2 separate regions of the Canis lupus genome follow, and region 2 is linked to region 1. The links are chromatin contacts, called in public Hi-C maps. All regions are on one chromosome and are shown on one strand. The core of a region is the stretch at or near the end of the contact, and the rest is flanking DNA. Distances in the headings are between cores, read along the strand shown.

Region 1 (5,670 bases), core at 398-2,897:
GTATAATATTATTTGGTGCATTACTTACAGATTTGACACAGACTTTTAAGTTCCATAATAAAGTACTTGGTCTTATTTCATGCTTTTGGTCCCATATGTTGCATCGATATTATTGTAAGTAGAGGCCCCAAACCTGTCCTCGCCCTTGGAGATACAGGGGCTCCTTGTGGCCTTGGGGCTCCTTCAAGTGTCCCCTCCAGTCTCCCTGGGAGTGAGCTGGCGATAAGGGGTTGCAATCAATGCTCAATCAAGGAAACTGCAGGATTCACTGGAGCCAAGTTTCTAAAGGTTTTGCTTTTGCTTCATGCCTGGATACTTTCTGTACAAACAAATGTTGGAAACCCAGGTGTGGCTCGTCTGTTTGCTAAAGCAGGTCTAGTAGGGTTTCTCCAAGGGCATTCTGTTGGTATTTTGTTTTATTTTTTTAGGTAGGCTCCATGCTCAGTGTGGAGCCCCCGGGGCCTGAACTCAGGACCCTGAGATCAAGTACAATTTTAATTAGAGTAGTGATTTGCAACAGCAGATTATGACTAGTGTGGAAACAAAGGGATAGCATAGAAAATGTAAGAATGCATCATGCTGTGAGGGTGGGTGGGTTTTGTGCAACTTTTGCTCAGTTGTGTGTTTTGTATCCAAGCTGGGCTGTAGTGTAAAATAATCCCTGGGTCAAATTTAAGAATGTATGAGCTCTGCTGAATTGGGGGATGTTCTAGGGAGCCGCTGATTTGACCTCACAGGACAGTAAATGTAAAGGAGGATGAGATTCTTAAGGGAAGAGTTCCATGACTCTCTCCCCACCTAGCTGACTTAAATTACCAGGCTCCCATGGCATTTATGATGCTCTAGAAGTAAACAGTAGCCTTAAGCTGCCAGTGGTCTTAACCTAGCCCCGCTTACCTGACCCCCTAGGAGACTAGCCTGGTTCTCTGCGGTCATTGTGAAATGCTCAGGCAGGGTGAGCAAGAGTCCCTTGGAGTTGGAGGGAAGCTCCAGGTGGTGGAGGAGAAGAACCCGGGTTCTGGTGACTTTGGGCACGCTCTCTGAGACTGACTCCTTCCTGTCTTGTGTCCCACACAAAACTCTTCTGATGACCCCCCTCGGGTGAGAAGAAAACAGTCGTTCAGTCAACCCATGTCTGCAACAGAAAGCGGCATTCTGCTAATGGAAGGCCTTTTGTTTTCTGGGAACAGGGCAGACAGGGATGTGGGCAGGGCAGGCAGACAGTAGGCGCGGCAGCTGAGCTGAATTGCTCGGAAACCAGGAGAGAGGAAGTTAAAGTGACCTGAGGGGAAAATACAGGAAGTGGGAGAAAGATGTCAGAAAATCTGGGAGAAGAGCATTGACCCCTCCCCGGTGACTCCACCAGCTGGTCATCACATCCCCTGGAAGCCTGGGGATGGACAGGTCCATGCAGTCTGAGATGGAGTCCAAGCAGGGTCAGCCCACATGGCCAAGGGGACAGCTGACTTGTGGCTTCCATGTCTCACGAGCAGCCACCTGTGCCCAGCACTACCCCCGGCACCCTGATACCATGGTGGTGAGATGGTCCTTGCCTCATGGTGCCCACAGTCCAGTGGGGAAGGAGGGTGATATCCAGGTAGGTCTGGAGGTGGCAAGAGCTCACACACGTGGATGAAAGCACTTTGTAAACTATGAAGTGTGGAGTCCACCCTCCAGGGCCTCTGGGGATCCCACAGCAACCACACAGGGCAGGACACGGCTTGTTCACCTTCCTGGCACAGAGCCCCAGATGCATAGATGTTTCTGGAGTGTAAAAGCTTTCCATCTCTTCTTTGATAGCTTGGTCCAGCTCCCCACTTCTGTGTCCCCCAGACCCATTCTGGGTACCCTCAGATTGCCCTGAGAGCTGAGTTCCTGGGAGGCCCCCCTCCCCCAGCAGCACCCTGGGAGCAGCTTCTGGGGGCAGCCACCCTGCCCTCCTGAGTGACAGGTGGAGCTACTATGCAGCCGTGCTGCCTGGGCACCCTGCCACTCCCCGTGAGTCATGTAGGCTTGGCCCAACACCCCAGCAGCCAGTGTTCCCAGGCTGCCTTCCCAGAACGCCTGGCTGAGCCCCAACGGGGCCAACCTCTGCTGGCAGCCGGCTGGAAGACCCTTCACCCATCAACGCTCCCCTAGACCAGCCCAGAGTCTCCTCTACTAGAAGGGCCCTCACTGCCACCGCAATGAGGGAGGAGAGGGTGGGAATGGCATTTTCTTAGCCTGTCAACCCTCAGCTCGCCCACTTCAGAGAGGCTATTACTTAATTGGAAAATGGGCAGAGGATAAAAACAGGAAATTTGTAGAGCTGCAAATGACTAATCAGCATATAAAAATACACTCGACTTTGCTAATTATCAGGGAGATGCAAATGAAAATGAGGCAATGTTTGCCTTTTTACAAAAACGTTTTATTGTGCAAAATAGCACGCATGTGGGAAAGCGCACAAGGTGTAAAGACACAGCCTTGAGCAGGATGCTGACCCTCTTCCAGCTGCATTTCTGTCCGTGAAAGGGTTGGATACACTGACGACGAAAGTGCCCCCCCCACTCCATGCGACCCCCCCCCCCCCTCAGTTCTGCTTTATGGCGAAGTCCCCCGGGTGACATATTTCCCTGGAGAAAATGTCCTAAGCTCAGTCTCTGGCCGCATCTACTGCTGCCTCAGGGCCCTGACAGACGGTTCCAGAAAGTTTGGAAAGAAAGCCAGCAGGCTGGAGGTGGGTGCCAGGCCCAGGCGGCCCCTGGGCTGTGCAGAGAGGGGAGTGGCTCTGGTGGCCTCTCCCTCCTACTCCTATGACACATCCTCAGAGGGCTCTGCTTGAGTTTCTCTCACCACCAGCTATTCCCCTCTGAACAGGGGGGAAGGCTGGAAAGAAGTAGGGGGACCAACTTATCCTGCTTTTGCGTGGGACTTTTCTGGTGTTAGCGCCTGAACCTGCACCCAGGAAACCCCTCAGTGCCAGGCAAACTGTCATGGTTTCAGGGACTGTCCCAGTGTTCAGACCTTCGTGATGGTTGATGATCCCAGAAAGAAGGGACAGAGAAAGGAAACAGATCTTGCTGGGGCATCCATATTTTTCCCCCCCGAGGGGTCCAGATGGCAGAGATCAGGAGGGAAGGGAGCCCACCATCGTCAGTGTCCCGGGGTTGGAGCATGGTGAGGATCCTCTCCCAGTTACCTGGGGAGCCCAGTGGGAGCCCAAGGCCTGGTGCATCTGCATGGCTGGAGCTGGGGCTCACATTGGCTGCAGGTGATGAGGTGAATGGGCCAAGCCTCACACCATCCTCGGGAACATGTAGCCTGTCACTTGCTGAGGAATGAAGTCCCAAAGGCTCTGCCGACACACCCAGAGCCCAGGCTTGGAAGTCAAGTTATAGCGGAAAGGACTGGACACCTGCTGGTCTCTCAACTCAGGAGAACCCCTCCTACCTTCTTCTTAAAACAGAGCCCCTTTTCATACAGGCGGGCTCTCACACTACATCGAGGGGCAGGAAGTTCTGGGGAAAACTGTGATCATATTGAACTTACCTTTGGGTATCTTCCTCCTTGCTTCTTCCACCTGTCTCTCCCCCACCTCCCGTTGCAAATCATGTCAAGAAATGGGCCTTCTGGCTCACACAGGCCCTCCCCACCTGGAGCCCAGCACTCCGACATTGAATGCTCCCCTGGGCTGCCCTTTAATCGTGCATCCATCCACAAGCCAGAAGCAGTATGCCTTCAGAGCCTGTCCCCTCCCCAGAAGGCTCATGAGCCACTAGCCAGCTCCTGGGATGGCAGCCTCGACTGACCATTGGCTGTAAGACCCACCCACTAGCCAGATCCGGGATTCTCCAGCTTGGTTCTCTGGGTTCTGGCCAAGACCGCTCTCTTTAGGACTCCAGAGATGCCCCTTCTGAAGGCCAGCAGCAGTTCCTCCATAGGCCCTGCCCTCCTGTGACACCCATCAGAGGCCCAGAAGCTGTGCTGAAGAACGTGACTCAGGCCCCACCCCCACTCCCCAACAGAGCCTCAGAGTTGGAGGAGTTCGCATCACACTCAAGCCTTTCCACACCACTCTCTTTTTTTTATTTTTTTATTTTAAAGATTTTATTTATTTATTCATGAGAGACACAGAGAGAGAGAGGCAGAGACACAGGCAGAGGGAGAAGCAGGCTCCATGCAGGGAGCCGGACATGGGACTGGATCCCGGGTCTCCAGGATCACACCCTGGGCTGAAGGCAGGTGCTAACCGCTGAGCCACCTGGGCTGCCCTCCACACCACTTTCAAAGTCTGCACAGGGCTCCCCGGCACTGCACGGCTGTGCCATCATTCAGTACTAGTTCCCTATGACCGGCCAGTTAGGCTAACATCTCCCTCCCCCAACTCCCTTGCACTCGCATACACACCCACAGCTGCTCCTGAAGATGTCTGCTCTGGCTCTCTGGTCAGCAGCAGCCTTGCTGTGGGGGCAACAGGGGACACCAGGAAGGAAGGCCTGGGCTGACCTCTGTGGGAGGAAATATTTGCATAACTGGTATAGGATCATGTCTCTAGAAGGAGGGGTGGGGAGGGGCGTCTAGGACAGGTGGTTTGGTTCCCTCTGCCCAGCAAAGGAGGCAGGAAATCCCCTGAGGCTTTTGAAAGCCTTAGAAGCAGCCTGGGGGTGGGGCTGTAAGGAGGGGTGTCTGGCAGCCAAGGGTAGGCGAAAGGCTGTAGGATGCAATGGGGTCCGGGTCTAGATCAGTTAGCCTTCTTGGGGGACAGAATGGGTGAGCCTTTTAGAGGTAGCTCTTCAGAGGATTTATAAAGTGGGAAACTGCTATAGTGACCCAAGCCCCTCTGAGCATGAGCATTTGGCTTTCCTTGGAGGCTCTTGTCTAGAATTTTCCTGGTCCCCAAGGTCATCAAGTATGTGTCTCCCTCACCCCATGCAGGGCCCTAAGAGGTATGATCACAAATGGATCTGGTTGTCTGACAGTCATGGCAGAGGAAGTTGTATGGTCTTGTGCTTGCAAGGTCAAGCATGAAACAGAAATAATCTGTTTTTGATTTTCCTCTTAAATATAGAGCATATAACTTTGAGGAGGTCACTTCTGACTTTAAAAGAATTAGGAGCCAGTCCCATAGGACAGCATTTCCCAAAGCATATTCTGAAGGATACTAGTTCTTTGAGACGATATAGCTGGTGTCTGAGGGGAACCGAGTTGTGCAGTCAGGCACAGCTGAGAAAGGCTGCCTACCCGTCTTTCCTCCCAGAGACGCACAGCCTCCATTCCCACGGTAAAGGCTCTGAAGTCCCACAGCATTCCCACACTTACCTGATAGATCCTTTTTTTTCCTTTTTTACAAAATGCTTAAGGTCTCATGGAACTACTATTTTGCGGACACCTACACTAACTCTACCTAAGGTTTCCACTCTAACCAGTATCAAACACTCAATATTTGAGCTGAATATATAGTGCCTAGTTGCTTTTTAATCTACAGAGTTAATTCATGTCATTCTAGCGTAGCTGGGGTCTAATTGCATGGGAGTAGAAGGCACATTGCTGGCTGATTCACAAAACACTTGAACCTCCTAATGGAGAAAAAGCCAATTTGCTTCTCTGAACTTCTGTTCCCTCCTTTGTAAAGTGGGATCCATCATATCAAATGCCATGGATTTTGAGGACTTTAGCGCTAAGCATGGG
Region 2 (5,487 bases), core at 1,341-3,840, 71 kb after region 1:
CAAGCAAACCTCTCTTGATCTTACTTCCCCTGTAGCCACCCCTCGATATCTGGCTTTCTCTCTACCACAACCACTTTGAAAGAGTGTCCATATTCTGATTCCTCTCCTCTCACTTTTTTTTTTCAGATTCACTTCTTTATTTCTTCATTCTATTAATAACTTTACTTTCCAACTGTATTGAAGTATGATTGACAAAGTTTATTGTCTAATTTGTGTATGTACATACATGTACATGTACAAATTCTAATATGTTGAAAGTGTGCAGTGTGATAATTTGATATACACCATGATAAGATCCCCACCATTGAGTTAATTAACACATCCATCACCTCACTTATCGTTTTTTAAAAATTGAGATATAATTGACATTTAACATTATATTAGCATTATATTCCATATACACAGCAATACCTAACATTATTTTCAGAGGTACAAGGTGATTTGCTATTTGTATACATTGCAAAATGATCACCTCAATAAATCTAGTTAACATCCATAACACCCCATAGTCACATTTTTTTTTCTTGTAATGAGAACTTTTAAGATCCACTCTCTTAGCAACTTTCAAACAATACAGTATTATTAACTATAGTCACTGTGCTGTACAGTATGTTGCCCAGGACATAGTTAACTGGAGTTTTTACCTCTTGACCCCCTTCACTCCTTTTGCCCACTCCCACCCTCACCTTTGTCAATCACCAATCTGTTTCTATAAATTGGGTTTTTAATTTTTAAATTACTTTTAATTTTTAAAAAAGATTTATTTATTTATTCAAGAGCGACATAGAGAGAGAGGCAGAGGGAGAAGCAGGCAGGCTCCCTGCAGGAGCCTGATGTGGGACTCGATCCTGGAATTCCCAGATCACACCCTGAGCCAAAGGCAGACCCTCAACTGCTGAGCCACCCAGGCATCCCTAAATTGGGTTTTTTAAAAAAAGATTCCACATATAAGTAAGATCATAAAGTATTTGTGTTTCTCTGCTTTATTTCACTTAGCATAATGCCCTCAAGGTCTATGTTTTTTTGCAAATGGCAAGATTGCCTTCCTTTTTTTTTTTTTTTTTTAAGATTTTTTAAAAAAGTAATCTTTATACTCCACATGGGACTCGGGCTCACAACCCCGAGATCAAGAGTCATTCTTCTGACTGAGCCAGCCAGGTACCCCTCCTTTGTTTATGGCTGAATAATGTTTCATTGTGTGTGTATGTGTATACATATATACACACACATATATATATACACACACAATACATATATACACACACAGATATATACACATAGGTACACACAAACATACATACATGTATATGCATACTCCCATACCCACATACATATGCACGCACACCAACACACACACACACACACACACACACACACACATACACACGCAGACATTCCCGTACCTGCATCTCAGGGACTGACCACTCCATCTTTCCAGTTGCTTAGACCAAAGACCTTGGAGCCAGACTTGACTGTTCCTGGAATGCACCCAGCCTCTGCATTTGCTCTTCCTCTGCCTTGGAGGCTCTGTGCTCAGATGTCAGCAAGACCTGCTCTCGGTTTCATCTGGTCAGATGTCGCCTGCTTGGTGAGAGGTCCACGGCCACCCTTGATAAAACGGCTGTCTCCCTCCTGAATTCTCTGCCCCCCTGCCTGGCTTCGTCCTCTTCCCAGCCCTTTCCACGGTGGAGCTGCTCTGCGCCTTTCGGCCTTATTTCCTGTCTCCGACTGGAGTGAAAGCTCCGTGAAGGTGGGGATGTTTGTGTGTTTTGTTCACCACTTGTCTTAGTTTGGGTTCTCCTGAAGGCTGATGCTGAGACAAATGCCTCATACAGGTAATTTCTTTGGGAACAGGGGTGAGGAACAAGGGGAAAAAAGGCAAGGAAGTAGAGAAAGCTAATGCCAGAATGTGTAATTGCCTCCCATGGTGGTGGGGTTGCTAACTCCCTTGGGACCCCGTCAAAAGGCTTGGGAATAAATTCTCCACCTGGGGATGAAAGCGAGAGATATTTCCCCATCAGCTCCCAATAGTCAAGAGCGGCCCACAGGGATGAGCTCCCCTGCACATTAGATTGTGCACACCTGAGTCCAAGCAGGCATTTTAGGCCCATGGCCCCAGAGCAGGCTGGAGGTAGGTAGTTCTGGACAGAACACAGCACCAGGGGGGTGGGGGGACTTCTGGGCTCCACTGTATTTCTAGCACCCAGCCCAACTCCTGACACACAGTAGCAGCTCAGAGTGGTTAAAGGAGGGGGAAGAAAGGAGGAGCTGGGGACATATGCTCCACGGGGAGATAAACCCCAAGCATCCCCTTCATCCACACACTGTGCCAGCCTGAAGGAAACCAAGACTAGTTTAGTAGGTTGTATGCCAAGATGCACTGCCAGCAACCCCAAAGCCTGGCTCCTTCCAAGTCCCTGCTCTGCCTACCACCCTCTTGGGGCCTGGGAAGTGCCCAGAAATAATATGGGGTCGCTGGCTCTGGCACCGGGTCCTGGCTCCCCACAGTCTGCGAGCCCCTGAAGGAAGCCTGTTTTGCAGTCCTAAGAGCCCCAGAAAGGCCGAAAGCACGTCTTGTGTCACCTGGCAGGGCTGCGTGTGGCCACCAGGTGGCGCCGCCGGCCGCTGCTTGAGCCCAGCCCTCGCCCTCCACCCGGTGCACCCCTCCCAGCCTGAGTGGCCCAGCTGGGGAGCTGGGGCTGCAGCCAGGGCGCCCCCTCCCCGGTCCCAGGAGCGAGCCTCAGGGTGAGGGAGCCTAAAATGCCATAGGTGCCCGCATAGAGCAGGCGGTCAATAAATAAACGGTTGTTAAGTGACATTCTGTGAGGCTGGCATAGACGAGATTTTCCAACCCTGTTTTATAGACTAGGGAACAGAGGCCCGATGCCAACCCTAGTAATTGGTTATTGTTGTCCACATGCTTAGTGTATCTTCTTCTTCATCCTGTTTAGTTGTCTCCCGATTTGCAGATGAGGACACCGGGGCTTAGAGAGACCTGGTAGTGGAATGAGGGGAAGAGCCAGGGTTTGAAGGGCTGCCTGCGTCAGAGGTTCCAGTGCCTCTCCCTCCTCCAACCCGAACAGGACCCCAGGTGAAGGACCCCTCCCCTGCCCAAGCAGCAGGGCCTGAGCACCCCTCGCATTGCAACCACCAGAGGGAAGCCTCTGCCTTTAGATGGCCACGGAAGGGCCTGGAATGAGCCTGGGGAGGGTGACCAGGTCACTGTCACCAGGTCACATGAAACCATTCGTGTGAAGTCGCTGCCCTGTGAGGGCTCGGCACCCAACCGGGTTTGGGGTCAAACCCTTGCCCCTTGTACTGAGCAGGCTAGGCTAACAAGCGACAGTCATAACATAGTGGTCACTGAGTGTGTTACCTATTTTACTGATTTATTTTTTTATCTGCAGTCTCTTCGGCTCACGGGCTGGATTTTGCTCTGTTTCCTGCACTGCTGTCTCCCCCATGCTTAGCCAATGGTGCTTCGTGCACGGAGGGTGCTCTGTCAGCAGGTGCTGGCTGAGAGAAGGGAAATGGCCAGGAGCATAGGGCATCTGTGCTGGACAAGCTCCTAGGACTCAGTGGGCCCTGGGCATTCCACACGCGAGCCCCACAGGGCCAAGGGCTGTCAGCCTGGTCAAATCTATGTCCCTCTTAGGGCTTCTCTCTCTCCTCTCCAGAGGGAACATCTAAGGGACCTGCCAGATGTAAGGATGCTCTTTAACCCCACCTATCACCCTGCCGATGGCTGCACTGTTGCCTCCCACTCCCTGCTCCTGTGTCCTTCCCTACATGTCCAAAGTAAATATTTCATAGCTTCCTCTCCCCTTTCCAATACCTAATGAAAAACCTGGGTGGCTACAAATAAAAACAGTACCTGTATCAACTTAAGAAATTGAGCCTGTGCCAGAGACAGATCTTGTAGCAGCTTCTAGCAAGGACCCAGATTAAGTTGCCATTAGTGAGGGGCTGGTTGGGGCTGGGCCACCTGGATGGAGTTTTTTGACTGGCTTAGCCATCTTCCTGATGCTGACCTGGGCAATGCTGGGGAGCCTCTGGAGCAAGGCAGTAGAGGTCCCTTCAGACCCATTTGGACCCTGTGGCAGCAAAAGTGGGTCTCAGAACCAACTGCAATGGGAAGAGCTGCCCAATCAGAGAGGGGAGAGTGGGAGCAGGAGACGCTCTCATGCAAAGGCTCCCAGCTCATGTTGCCGGGAGGATTAGCACGAGGTATCACACCCAGAAAGGGAACCAGCATGTGGAGAATACTGACCAGGGCATGATTGAGTACCACACACCCCAACATCTCCCACCTTAGATCAGTGAGGAAGATTCCATCAGGGTCTGAGGGTCCTGTATGGAAGTTGGGGCAATCCAAGCATCTGACAAGGACTGAGAAAGAACTCTTTGTTAGAGGAAGAGTCCTCAGGGGGAAAATATGGGCCCATAGAAAAGGATTCAGCAGAGAGGAAAGGGGACAGGAGGGTGAAGGCAATATCGTATCATCACTGTAGCTCTAACACCTCACAAACTCATAGTAGGTGCTCAATAAAGATGGAAAATAAATGCATAACCCAGAGGATAATCTTCCGCAGCAACAGATTTTACTGGCAAAATTGGAATATTTGTAATATTCTAATATTCTAATATTCAGGCTCCATGTAAGGTGCAAGAGAATACTTCTTCTATGAAGTAAGGGCAATTCATGGTAAGAGACTGTGATGAACAAAAATATGGTGGCTGGATTAGATTTGAACTGGATGCAATAGTGGGTCAAACAGAAAGCATAAAATTCCAATGAAAGATACAAAGGACTGATGGAGAAACATTTCCAGGATGCAAAGAAAAAGCCTAAGGACAGAGCATTACTGAGAAGACAAGGATGAGGGCCACAGAAGGCTCACCTGAGTGACAGGCATTCTCTGCCTTTCACCAGACATGCTCGCATGGGCACATACACAAGCATGTGCACACAGAGGATGGGGGTGGGAGGGGGGAATAAAGGAAACAGGCAATAAAGTTATAAAAAAAAAGTAAACTCTTGATTGAAAAAAGAGAAAACCCAGTAGAGTTAAAATGTGTAAGCTGGGGATGCCTGGGTGGCTCAGCGGTTGAGCGTCTGCCTTCGGCTCAGGGAGTGATCCCATACTCCGGGGATCGAGTCCCACATTGGGCTTCCTGCGAGGAGCCTGCTTCCTCCTCTGTCTCTGCCTCTCTCTGTGTCTCTCATGAATAAATAAAATCTTTAAAAAAAAATGTGTAAGCCGTATGGCAATTCTTCCTAACTTTCCTCACTGCTTATAGAGAGAGTTATAATATTTATGAGTTCCCTGGGTAAGGGGTAAAGACACCCAGGCCCTTGGGCTTCAGGGACCAGAATCCCAGTTGCCTGTGCCTCCCACCCCAGGCCTGCTTGTGCACCTTGGAGACACTCACATATGTGTCCTGGGAGCACTTACAAGGACATTCCTTGCAGCACTGTTTGTAATA

What was found. Hi-C and Micro-C count contacts between places; a contact is called where the count stands out from the background.
Region 2: a contact with region 1 is called in a Hi-C map of skin fibroblasts, with 2.3 times the contacts expected there. The contact joins two enhancer-like sites. A contact is called at or near these places in 4 of 9 Hi-C or Micro-C datasets (amygdala, blood, liver and 1 more).

The regions. Positions count from the first base shown.
Region 1 is chr4:21,263,719-21,269,388 of UU_Cfam_GSD_1.0, forward strand. No RefSeq gene overlaps it. Among named protein-coding and RNA genes, the nearest start is that of TSPAN15, 9.8 kb to the right of the region's middle. Within about 2 kb of position 1,648, at least 6 of the 20 cell types and tissues checked have an H3K27ac peak or open chromatin away from gene starts, as enhancers often do.
Region 2 is chr4:21,333,886-21,339,372 of UU_Cfam_GSD_1.0, forward strand. No RefSeq gene overlaps it. Among named protein-coding and RNA genes, the nearest start is that of NEUROG3, 41 kb to the right of the region's middle. Within about 2 kb of position 2,591, at least 2 of the 20 cell types and tissues checked have an H3K27ac peak or open chromatin away from gene starts, as enhancers often do.